Regions from separate parts of the Canis lupus genome. Here region 2 is linked to region 1. The links are chromatin contacts, called in public Hi-C maps. All regions are on one chromosome and are shown on one strand. Each heading gives the region's core, a stretch centred on a gene start, on an enhancer-like site or on the middle of the called end of the contact. The rest is flanking DNA. Distances are from core to core; before and after follow the strand shown.

Region 1 (6,370 bases), core at 1,294-3,793:
CATGGCTAAAATCGTGTCTTTTTCCAAGTTTACTACTACTTTAGGATAACAGTCAGTTGAAATGTGAAAGGACATTTTCTTTAACAAAACAAGCTTACTATTTCATAGCTATAAGTCACTCGTAAATGACCTGCCAAAACTTTGCTATTATTCACTAGATTAGTATTATTCTATGTAATTATAATAGAATGTTGTCTATAATTAGACTTTCCATTACCTTGTAATTTGGTCCTTCCTTTTCTTCCTTTTCTCCCATGGAAATGACCAATTCTCTGACCTATCTCCCCCCCCCCCCCCCCTCAAACTCCTATTCTGCATAGGTATAATTAATGAGCTTGGTTTTCCACCTGGATTCAGGAAGGTGAAATGTTTCTCCAGCTTCACTGCCAGTCTTCCGAAGGCTAATGAGTTTATACTCGGAAGCCATCACTGTTGCACTTCTGGCTGACACTTACATAGCTGAAAAGCATCTCTGCACCTTTGCACAGAACGGCTGGAGCTCTCAGCACGTCCTGCTCTACAAGCCTTGTGGGGCCTGGAGGCACATTGGTGGTGGTTGGGAATGTGCCTCTCAAGCCCATTAGTTCCCCACGGGCTATCATTCTGCAGTGTTCTAGCAGCTCCATCTGGACTCCAACCCCCACCCTGGAGTTCATGTGCATTAAAGAAGGATGGAGTGGTGCCTACAGGACAAAGTATTTAGTAGGAAGTAAAAGAAAACATCAGCAAAATATGATTTTTGGAACATAACTCACAGGTGAATTAATCAGTGGACTTGTTTAGAAATGGATTATCCATACTAATGCAGTAGCAGAAATTAAAATTTCTGACTTGCCTTGTTTTGCCAATATTTAGGCATTTTGTTCTACTGAATGTGACTACATGTACAGACACACTTTTATTTAGTCTTACACAGGAAAAGAGAAAGCATAAGGCATGTACTTTAAGTGGTTTCTCATCCAAGCATTTTTATCACAAATTACTCAATCTAGTTGAAAACAGTAAGAAGGAGAATACTTCTGCCCCTCCCCCCAGTATTTGTTCTACCAACCTAGCTTGGCAGCCCAGAATATATTGAATTATAGTTAAAATAAAGGCTTCTCTTTCTAAAACAACATTTGAGTTGTTGCCATAGCAAAAGATCAGCAAGCTGACCTGCTAAAAGTAGGATGTGATTGCATGTTCCTCTCTATAGGATGAGTATTTCAGAGGTTTAAGAAGGAAAGAAAATCCTGAAAGAGAATTCAAGAAAAATAGAAGAATGTTTCAAAGTAATGTCTGTATACATCATTTCCCTCCAAGGCTATTTGGCACATAAATACTTTTTCCTGACTATATGGCACTCACTCCATATTTTTAACTAATTAATATTTAAACAGGTGACGACAGCAACTATATTAAAACTAGAAAGCCTTTCAATAAATGAGTCAGAATTTATAACTTAGAAATTAACTGAATAGGGACGCCGACGCCTGGGTGGCTCAGGGGTTGAGCATCTGTCTTTGGCTCAGGGCGTGATTGGCCCTGGAGTTCTGGGATGAGTCCCACATCGGGCTCCCTGTGAGGAGCCTGCTTCTCCCTCTGCCTGTGTCTCTACCTCTCTTTCTGTCTCTCATGAACAAATAAATAATCTTAAAAAAAAAAAAAAAAAGAAATTAACTCAGTACTAACTGCTATATTCATTCCACTGGTTGCTTCAGATGTGCTTGCTACAAATTCTGGGTTTGAAAAAGATGCAACCTCATCCAACGATGCACTTTAGTACTTAGTTATGCTAATAATTCTGAATTATGTAAAACAACAGGTAATTCAAACATCATCTTTGGCTTTGTTTCAGATATATTTTTGGTTCTTTTTTTTTTTGGATTTTATCTATTTATTCATGAAAGAGAGAGAGAGAGAGAGAAGGGGGGGGGGTGGCAGAGACAAAGACAGAGGGAGAAGCCGACTCTACGCAGGGAGCCCGACGTGGGACTCGATCTCGGACTCCAGGATCACACCCCGGGCTGCAGGCGGCGCCAAACCGCTGCGCCACCCGGCTGTTCTCACATTTGGATCTGGGTATCCTCGATCTGAAATTCACTCAAGCTCAAATAAAATAACAAAGCCTAAAAACCTGAAGACTTGAATGTCGAGAAATTGCCTATTTTTAATAGGCGACACAGCGCATTCTCACTCTCCCTCCTCTTAGATCTGCAGGTGTCTCCGCGGCTCCAGTAGACAGAGAAAAGGGAAAGGAGGGGGGCGGTGGAGACCAGCAAGGAAAGGAAATCGTCTGTGTGGCTTGGCGGGCGGGGAGGGGGAGGTGTTCATGTTATGATTAAAAGCTTTCCTCTTCAGTTTGAAAGTTCTTACCCATATTAATGTTCTGACATTAAGGAATAGGAGACTGAGCAGCAGCGGAATTTGAGTCTGTCCATCTGTAACTTATAAAAGGAAAGGAACAAAGCAGGGATAGGAGGCAGGAAAGCGATGCAGGGAGAGAGCGAGATGTAGGCGCGTGGGGACGGGAAGGGAGAGGCGGACTTGGCAGCCGAAGGGGGGACGAAGGAACAGGAATGGAAAGTGTGGCCTGGCCGTCCAGCCCGGTGGCGGAGAAGGTGGAGCCCACGACGTCTCACTTCCCCCCGCCCCCAGATCCTTCTTCCGTAGGTGGAGGCTCTCAGGGCATCTGGAAAGAATCGGTGGGCTAAGGAAGGAAAGGCAGTCGCCCGAGGATGCGCAGGCTCCCGGGCGCTCGCGGGGGCGGGGGCGGGGCGGGGCCGGGGCCGGGTCGTGACCCCAAGGCGCGCGGCTCTGCGGCCGCGGGGGGGCAAGGCCGCCGGCCCACGCCCGCCGTCCCGGGGCCCAGGCCGCGGCCGCCCCGCGCTAACCCCGCCACCCGCGCGCTCTCGCTCCCGGCGCCACCCTCGGCGGGCCTCGCCTCGTCCCGCGTGCAGACCCCCCGGCGCACGGCCTGCTGGCCGGGTCGGCGGCAGGCGGCGAGCAACATGGCCGCCGGCGTCGGCCGCAGGGCCCCGGGTCCCAGCCCTCGGGGGCGGCCCGCAGCAGCTGCGGGCGGCGTACCCGCGCGTCCCGGGAGCGCGGGGCGGGGGGTGCGGGGCGGCGGCCGCGGCGGGCGGGGGCGGCGGCGGGGGCATCCGGGCCGGCGCTCGGGGGCCGGGCGGGCGCGTGCTCGGGCTCGCCTGGGGCGTGCGCTTGCTTCGGCTGCCGGCGGCTTTTTGGTAGCGGCTGTCCCAGAGCCCTCTCGCTGCCTCTGCATCATGCCTCCCCCCCCCACCTCCTGCCCTCCTCCCCGCTCCGCCGTCGCTCCTGCTCTCTCCCTCCGCCCTGCCCGACATTAGTAATCGGGCGGGTTCCCTCGCCGCCGCGCCGCCCGAGCTGGCGCGGCCGTGCCAGGAGGACAGGAAGGAAGGGAGCCGGGCCGAGAGCTGCCGCCCATCGTGTCTGTCGCTGGTGCGCCCGTAGGCGGCTGCGGCGGTAGGTGCGGGCGGGGGCCGCGGGCGCCCCGACGGCTGGCGTCGGAGGGGGGGGGCGGGGGCGGGGGCGCGGGCGCCCGGCGACCCGAGGCCCGACGGCGGAGATGCTCCGAGCGGTCCCCGCCGGCTGGCGCGGGGTGTGCCTCGTGGACAGCCGCCGGCGCTTCTCGAGCTGCACCTTCCACGAAAACTGGGAAATGTTGGGGGGGGGGGGCGTCGGCTGCCTGTTCGCGGTTATTGCCTGGGAGGGGGCACTTTCTCTAAGGAAGTGACCAGCGCCCCGGGGTCGACGTGATCACATCTGTTGGGTGAGGACAATGTGTCGGGCAGGGGACAGTGGGTTTTCCGCGGAGGTGCCCGCCTGCCTTTGGGGCGCGGAGATTTTCCCCCTGGAATCTCTTCGCCTTTCCTTCCCTTCCCCCCTCTGATTGAACAGGCTGTGCGACGAGTTTCCACTTAATTGTGACCTTTCCGTTGCTGTCAGGATAGTGGGAGGTAGATGCCTCAGTGATGGTTTTATTTTTCATAAGGCACAGACATGTGACGTAAGGCGGGGAGGCTTTTTTAACCTTTTATTTAAACTCAAGTTATCTAAGCTTCACAGGGATGATTTCCCAGCTGGATTTTCTTAAGGATTATTTGGAGAGGGCTCTGAGGCTTCAAACTACATATTGCCAGATGATGTAATGGGACAGCTCCCCCCCCCCCTTCCCTGTTTTTACTGGTGGTTATGACTCTCGTTACTTTGGAGCACACACACACAAATTAATCTCTGATTTTTGAGATTTTTATTTGACTTAACATTTAAATACTTTTTGAAAGTTTGCTTTCATACATTTAAAGGCCATGACTTGTCATGCATCTGTGCTTGACAAAATAGTAAAAGTTTAGAGAACATGATACATTTTTTTTATTCCTACTTGCAATTCATTTCTTGAAACCTCCCTCTTAAATGACTAAGAAGTTACTAAAATAGCTCACTCTTTAAAGTGTTAGGAATAATGTTTTGATTCTGTAGGTTTTTCAAAAATGTCTAAGGACTGGAAATTGTTAGAACAAGCTCTGCTTATTAAATTAGCAAGATGTGGACAATAATAAAAGGACATACGTATTAAAATATAGCTGCAATCGAGTGGTCTATTGGAGTTGTGCGCGGTAAAGAATCACTTAGGGAAATGCGTTAAAGGACTTTGTCACCCAACTTCTGCAGACTTGGTTCCTGCATTTGTACCCTAGGCTTTCAGAGTTTATTCAGGACATTCCGAACATGCAAAAAATTCTAAATCAGTTGTTTAAAACAATGAACGTATATGCTTATAAGAAACAGTTATATGAAATGGTTTAGGTCCTCAAGTTAGCACCCTTCCCAAAACATATTTATCTCAGTGTAACTGAAAAATTGAAGGTTTGGAATAAAAACTTGGAGAAATTGACACAATATGGACCCAGGTCTACAGACTGTTTCCTGAAGCCCTTGGAGTTTAGAGTTTTGGAATCCAGAGTTTTTCAGAGTTTAGAAAGGCAATTCAATGCATATGTTATAGATAACATCCACAGTGAGGTCCTGGCCAACTAATTCTTTGTAGTCAAGCATGTCAGTAGCTCTGGAGTGAAATGTATGTGTGTGTTCACACTAAGTGAGGTAAAGGCAGGCTTAAGTGTTAATAGCTTCATATCAGTTCACATCAGGTTGGATTGTCCGAGTTTAGGTCAGGTATATGTTTTGTCACCATATGAGTTATAAAAACCTTTCAGTTTTAAAAGCTTATAGGATTTCAGAAGTATGAATAAAGGTTTATGGATTTTTACTACTAGCTAAACAAGAGTAGAGTTTTAAGTTTTTAAAACCTTGAATGGAAAATATGTGTTTAGCCCTCCAGAGGGCAGGAGAGTTGGGATGATATCTGAGTTCAGCAGCAGGTGACTTGGAAGGCCTTGGTGTGGAGGATCAGGAAAAGACAGTTTGTGGCCTGTTTGGTTGTTTTTCAGCCTCTGGTGCGGATTAGATGAAGCTTCTGGAGGTTTGCTTAGGAACCTGATTACCATCAGTAACTTTGTCTTTGGGCCACTTTAGTGATTCTTTTTGCCCCAGGTGAACAGTTCTATGTAGACTAAGTTTATGACTCAATTAATGTGACCCTACATTATTGGCTTTTTCCAAAAATCATTCTATTACATTTTTATGGGAGTTTGGAAATAATTTAGAGTGACAGCTCCCTAGCATAAGAAGAAAGCCAGGTTACGATGACCCAAATTAAGCTTGAAGAGCTGGGACTATATCCTAGAAGTATAAAGAAATGTGCAAGGGTGGGATTGAGGGTGCTGGAAAAAGCAGCCCTAAAGTGATTGATTCTAAGACCACTTTAGTGTGAGGGAAGTCCATTCTAGCCGGGAAGTGCCTAACAAAATGTTCTCAAACCTGACCAGAGTTTCCCTGGTGGCACGTTAAAATCCTGATTCCTGATTCGAAGGTCTCACCTCAGAGCAACTGTTTTCAGCCTTTGATGCACAGTGGAACCACCTCGGGAACTTTTAGAGCCATCATTGCTCAGTTTCTATTGCAAACCAGTTGAATGAATTTCTGTGGATGGGGCTTAGACTTCTTTTTAATTCTCAGATGTAGCTAAGATTGAAAATTCATGCTTTATGTACTAAATTAAGTGCTCTATGAAATCTGTATTTTAACTACATTTCTTCAAGTCTACTTAGTTTATGGAGCAACATTTGAATGGACTGGTGAAAAGTATGGATTAAGTGAAAGGCACATCAGAAATCAAAAAGGTGGGGGAATGGAGAGAAATGGTGGTTCTAGCAGTTCTAGTTAAGAGATCCTCAAGAGGCTCAAGATAGAGACCTCAGAAAACCATCAGGGTGCATGGTTTGGCCTTGTT
Region 2 (6,140 bases), core at 762-3,261, 170 kb after region 1:
TAAGCATCAGGGATGTGCTATCAGATGTAGTAAAATAAAACAGTATTAGATGATCAGATTTGCATCCTATATTTGGCTATGCCCTGGCAGACTACAAGGCCGTGGGTTAACTGCTTAAAACATGTGGGGGTCTGAAAAATGAAAGGGCTGCATGTGATAATCTCTAATATAGCTCTAAGAACCATTTGCTTTGTTCAAAGCCAGTGGTTCTCAAACCTGTCTAATCACAATGGCCTAGAGAGTTTGTTTTCTTTCTTTCTTTTTAATGCCAATTCCTAGGACTTAGAGCTGCTGAGGCAAACCCTCTGTGAGTGGGGACAGGGGTAGTAGAGATGCTCTTACAGCTTCCCAGGTAATACTGGTGACCAGACAAGTTCCAGAACCATGATTCCAGACTCTGCTCCCTCTAGCTGCTCTGATGATCTTGCTGTTAAATTGACTACCCTTCTCTGGAAAAGTAATCCACTTAAAAAGAAAAATAAATAGCAATAAAATTCTTATGGAACAGTTTTGAGAGAAGGCTGGAAAGAATGAAGCCAGAGGATTAGCTTTGCATTTTATCATGTTCTTCCTCATTTTCACAAATAACCAACTGAAATGCAGATCAGCACTTCATACACTTAAAGAAAAACTTCACACAATCTATATTTCATCTAGAAAGATATCCATGACAAACCCACATTTAGGTGACAAAAGCTAATTACTTTAAAATTGGACTGTTTTCAATGTATGTTGTATATATGAATTAATGAAATACACCAAAAAGTTACGTATCTCTGGGCAGTGATGACCTATTTTTATCTTTGTACTTTTTTTGGTATTTTCTAATGTTTGGCAATGGATATTAATAACTAGCAAGATAATAAAGCTATTTAAAAGTTTAAACATAACTATGCTCAGCAATGTTAAATTAAGAAGTTCCATGAAGTTTTTCCTGGCCTTTAGCCCTTCATACGTATTGCCTAGCTTATGGATTCTTTTTTCCCTGTCCTCTCCTTACAGATAGGAGGTATATGTATACTATAATGACATTTCTCAATCTGGCTTCAGTAATTTTTCACAGCAGCTCTAAGCACATAGGCAAATGGTCATTAACACAAAATGGATAATGTAAGAACATTCACAGAATTTATTAGTCCTGAGATTTTTCTGGAAGGCCTACACACTTAGAACAAACAAATGAAAGCTAAAGCTATATTTGTGAGCCTAATATTAGTTAACAGGCAGGATTTTTAGAGAAGTGTTCTGCTAAGTAAGTTATGTCTGGGTAAGCTATTTAAAGTAGTTTTATGGAGGATTTTTATTGTTTTGTGGCTTTGTTTTGCATTTTTTACTTTTTGCTGTTATAGAAAGACAGTTTTAGGATTTGGTGAGTTCCTGGCCAAAAGTTAGAAAATCATCATTTGCTCAAACTCCCCGGCTAAGTTTACTATGGCAAACCGTGATAAGAAGCGTGGAGGAGGGCGACAGAATGCAGACACACTGCAGTTTCCCCCAGGCTAAACAACACAATCCGTAACGTCAAGGTGCTGTTCCCACAAGCTGCCCCAGTCCTTGGGGCATTTGTGCGGGATGAAAAGATCAAAAGATAACGGATACTAGAGCTAAAGCTGACTCACAGTTAAGAGTTTCTGGTTTGGGATGCTAATTACCAAAATAAGCTTTGGCTGAGAAGCACTGAGCAAATCTCCACCAGCCGAGGCTTCCCTGGGGCCAGATTCAGCTCAGCAGTCAGCCAGCTAGCCCTCCTCTGGCGTCTCCATTTTCAGCGATGCCCGAAGGACCACGCAGCCCAACCGCCCTGCAGCTGTGCGCTCCCCTCCGCTCTGGTGCGGGGCGTCTGCGGCGAACCTACCTGGTGCAGCTCATTGGGCCACCGGGCGGCGGCGGACCCGCGCAAGTTCGCGCCCAGCTCGCGGCCACCTCCGTTCGGCAGGAGCTCGGGCGGATGGAGGGTGCGGCGGGGAGAGGCCGCTTATCTGCCCCGGACCACGTGAGCCCGTCCTTCGCACCAATCCCCGAGCGGCTGGCCCCGCGGCACGACCTATCAGCGCCCGGCTAGGGCGCGAGCCCTCGCGCTGGGAACGTGATCGCCGTGGTCCGCGGGGGAGCGCGGGGGACCCGGCCCGGCCCGCAGCTGCAGCGCGCTCGGTAACGCGAACCCTGGGCGAGGGGGGCGTGGAGGCGGCGGCGAGCAGCACGTAGCGGGCGGGCCGCGGGCCGGGGAGCAGCAAACCTCGCCCCCTGGGCGCCGGCTCAGTGCGGCCCTGGGGGCAGCGGACGCCTTCTGCGTCCTGGAGCGTTTGTGCACAGTTAAACCTAAGCAGGGAGAGTTGTGGCTTCTAGCAAATGTCTGTCATATTCGAAATGTTTATCTTTTTCACTGGTTGGTACATCTTCTCGTCTTCTCCCTCACCTTAGCCTAAGCATTCAGAGGTTGGGTGCATTTTTAAATTAGGGTGAAATCCAAAAATCCACCACAGAGTGGACCAAGGCTGCTAAGAATTATTATCAACCTCTCTACAAGTGTTGCTAATAAAGCATGCTAGACCCGTAGAACAAGGACGTGGCATTTAATTAAAAGGCACTTTGTATTCCAATCTGTTCTTCAGTTTTTCTCCTTGGAAGAGAAAACTGAAGCCAGAATGAAATGGCCTTTTTTGCTCACAGTGGTCAATCCAAGTCTCTCAACTCCGTTCTGATGTCCTTTGGCAGTGAGGTGGAAACCAAAATGTCAAAATATCTCCCTGTAAGTATCAGGACTCTCCCAAGCCAGTTACTTTTGCTGAGGTTTCGTTACTTTGTTTAGTTTGGGGAGTTTTAGACCATCAATTACAACCATAAAATTAAATATCTAAGTCGAGTATAAATTGTTTTTCTAAAAACCCATTTCCTAGCTTTCCTCTATTAACTTCCATATCCATGAGCCAATTAAAGTGTGCAGGGACGCCTGGGTGGCTCAGCGGTTAAGCGTCTGCCTTCTGCTCAGGGCGTGATCCTTGGGTATTGGGATCGAGTCCCACATGGGACTCCCTGCATGGAGCCTGCTTCTCCCTCTGCCTGTGTCTCTGCCTCTGTGTATGTGTGTGTGCGCCTCTCATGAATAAATAAATAAAATCTTAAAAAAGTAATAAAGTGTGTAAAATGTTTTTAAAAATCCCTGTGTCTTTTAAATTACTGTCAAACACTGGAATTTTTTTTAACATTTCATTTATTTATTCATGAGAGCCACAGAGAGAGGCAGAGACACAGGCAGAGGGAGAAGCAGGCTCCCCACAGGGAGTCTGATGCGGAACTCTATCACTGGACTCCAGAAGCTCGGCCTGAGCCGAAGGCAGACCCTCAACGGCTGAGCTACCCAGGCATCTCTGGAATTTTTAAAATAGAGTTTCTAAAATAAAAAGAAAGACACCCATGCTGAGTATCACCAGGGATGGTACTTAATGCTTGAGTTTCGTTTTTGGAAAGAAACATCCAACTAGTAGCAGATCTTCTAGCCCCCCAGCCCAACCAAAACTAGCTGTAGGTGACACAGTCTCTGGGTTTGACATACAAGCTACATGAATCTAAGCAAGTTTTAGCCTCAACTTCCTCACAAAGTGGAGATAGTGAAATTGCTCCAAAGATTACATAAAACTCTGCTGCTGAGAAAACAGAGTGTCCAGTGCATGTGTTCAACTCCTGGTAGTTCTCATATCAGTACTCCTCAGTTTTAGTTATTATTCCATTACTACAGATGGCCAGTGCCTGAGCTATTATATTGATAGATAGCTACTGTTTATTGGGCCTTTACTATGTCCAAATACTGTTTTAAGTGTTGTATTATTGTGCCCAAGATCCCGAATCCGAGAAACCCCCCAGAAACCGCCAAGGAGCCAACACCGATGCAATCACACGAGGGTTTATTTACAAGCTCGAGCTTGGGTCCAAGTGCACCCAACACAGCGGAGCAGGGACTTGGACCCCGAGACTAAGAGGCGTAGCAGCTTTATAGGGGCCAGTGGCCAATGGGATACGCAGCAAGTTGCACAGTCGTGTCGGTCCACACGCAGGTGGCCGATTGAATTACATCTTCCCGTATAGTATCCACTTGAGCTGGCCTATTACTTTGGTCAGAATCGGGAGCAGTTTTGGCGGGCACAAGGCAGGGTTACATTGTTATGAGCCGATTTCTGATTAGGGTGTGCCTAGCGGCTTGACTAGGGTGGGGCAGTGCCTTAAGCAATAAGCAGGTCATGTGGCGGTCATACAGGAGGTGGCGGGTATAGCACAAAATGGAGTTAGTCCTGCTCTGCTTGTCCAGGGGTAGGGGATTTTTGTTAAATTTCCTGGGTCCCACAGTATGTGTCTTACCTATTTTTATCTCAGAACAACTCTAGACGGTGTATACTATTATTAATTCCACTTTTAGAGATAAGGAAACGAGGGCACTGCGAGGTCAAAAAATCTACCCAAAGTGGATCTGGGGATTAGAAGCTGGCTGATGTCAGAACAAGAACCATTGTACCATATTGTCTTCCTTTATTTTTTTTTAAAGATTTTATTTATTTATTCATAGAGACAGAGAGAGAGAATGAGAGGCAGAGACACAGGCAGAGGGAGAAGCAGGCTCCATGCAGAGAGCCTGAGGGGACTCAATCAAGGGTCTCCAGGATCACGCCCTGGGCTGAAGGCGGCGCTAAACCTAAACCGCTGCGCCACGCCGCCACCGGGGCTGCCCACATTGTCTTCCTTTAATTACCCATTGACAATTAGCATGATAGATGGTGGAAGGTGCCTGACATTATCACTGGTTCTAAGTCTTTTTTTTTTTTTCCCACAGATGATAAATCTAAAACTCAGACTGAGCTGTTTACCAGGGACTGGTTAGGTCAGAGCCAAAATTGGAACAGTACGTAGAGATTTTATTCTACTCATGATCACATGTTAAACTAAAAAAGGGGATATTACCAATTAAAGTTATAGAGAAACATAAAGTAATAAGACTGTATTGTGATCTCGTTTTGGAGGAAGAATGTGGAGACTCCTGGGTGGCTCAGCAGTGGAGTGTCTGCCTTCGGCTCAGTGTGTGATCCTGGACTCCTGGGATCGAGTCCCATATCGGACTCCTTACACGGAACCTGCTTCTCCTCCCTCTGCCTATGTTTTGCCTCTCTCTCTCTCTCTCTCTCTCTCTCTCTGTCTCTCATGAATAAATAAATAAAAATCTTTTTTTAAAAATAGAGGAAGAATGTGCATGCATAGAAAGTAGAATATGTTCTATCAAAGTGTTAACAGTGCTTATTTTTGGATGGTGAGATTATGAGTAATTAAAAATTTTTCATTTCACTTCTTTGTATATTTTCATTTTTCTACAATGAACAGGAACTACTAAGAAATCATTTTTAAAGGGTTTTAAAACTTTCAGATTCAACTACATGCAGCCTACCTACTAGGTACCAAGAACTGTGTGGGAGGCTTTCACATAGTTCTATGCTGCTTACTCACAGTTCTTTCGAGTTTGTACTTGTTTCCATTCATGCTGCTTTCTCTCCTGCCCCCTGGTGCTGACTGGTGCCTTGAAATCAGGAAAACAGGCTCTCTCCAAAGAGGAGTCAACACTCAATAACCCTCTAAACTGGGTCCACTCACACCCCACTTTTAAAACATCCCTGTAAGAGAACAATTTGGGTGCAGGTGTGAAGGTGCAATTGTTGTTGCCAACAGTACCAGAGATTAAAGAAACAGTGGTTAAAATTGTTAAGGAAAGTGTAGAATACCACCTCAGACCTGTGTGGTATCTCAGGTGGGGTGACAGAGAAGAGGGGAACAAATAAAAGATAAAATACTTGGCCTCTCTAATAATCTATTGGGAACAAAAATGTAGAGGTAAGAAAACCAGTACCCATACCAGGTATGGCTAAGTGGAAAATAGGTCATATGAACATTATACCCGTTTGCTATATGTCCATCAGGACTTGAGAAAAAGGAGAGGCCTCTGGCTAGCCAAAGAGGACTAGAACATGTAGGGTGACTGCAGGGAGATTAATGTGGCTAGAAGTGAGGATTCTAGCTGCAGAAAGGGAAGGAGAAGGGTATTGGGAGAAGGGTTAAAGGAGAACTTTAACTGTTAAAAGAAAAAGAAAATCCCCTGAACTGTC

Evidence for each region. A called contact is a pair of places that touch in the nucleus more often than the background predicts.
Region 2: a contact with region 1 is called in a Hi-C map of skin fibroblasts, with 4 times the contacts expected there. The contact joins the promoter of PPP1R3C here to the promoter of HECTD2 in region 1. A contact is called at or near these places in 2 of 9 Hi-C or Micro-C datasets (amygdala and skin fibroblasts).

What each region holds. Positions count from the first base shown.
Region 1 is chr28:6,176,236-6,182,605 of UU_Cfam_GSD_1.0, forward strand. It overlaps HECTD2 (probable E3 ubiquitin-protein ligase HECTD2), which reads left to right and starts at 2,544. Exons shown (of 21, transcript XM_038578182.1): 1 at 2,544-2,648. The coding sequence starts at 2,559. It overlaps LOC106557967 (a long non-coding RNA gene), which reads right to left and starts at 2,744. Exons shown (of 3, transcript XR_005380418.1): 1 at 2,356-2,744.
Region 2 is chr28:6,345,388-6,351,527 of UU_Cfam_GSD_1.0, forward strand. PPP1R3C (protein phosphatase 1 regulatory subunit 3C) reads right to left here and starts at 2,012. Exons shown (of 2, transcript XM_038578183.1): 1 at 1,856-2,012. The coding sequence starts at 1,869. LOC106557985 (a long non-coding RNA gene) reads left to right here and starts at 173. Exons shown (of 4, transcript XR_005380420.1): 1 at 173-2,151; 2 at 2,671-2,749; 3 at 4,823-4,891; 4 at 5,010-5,049.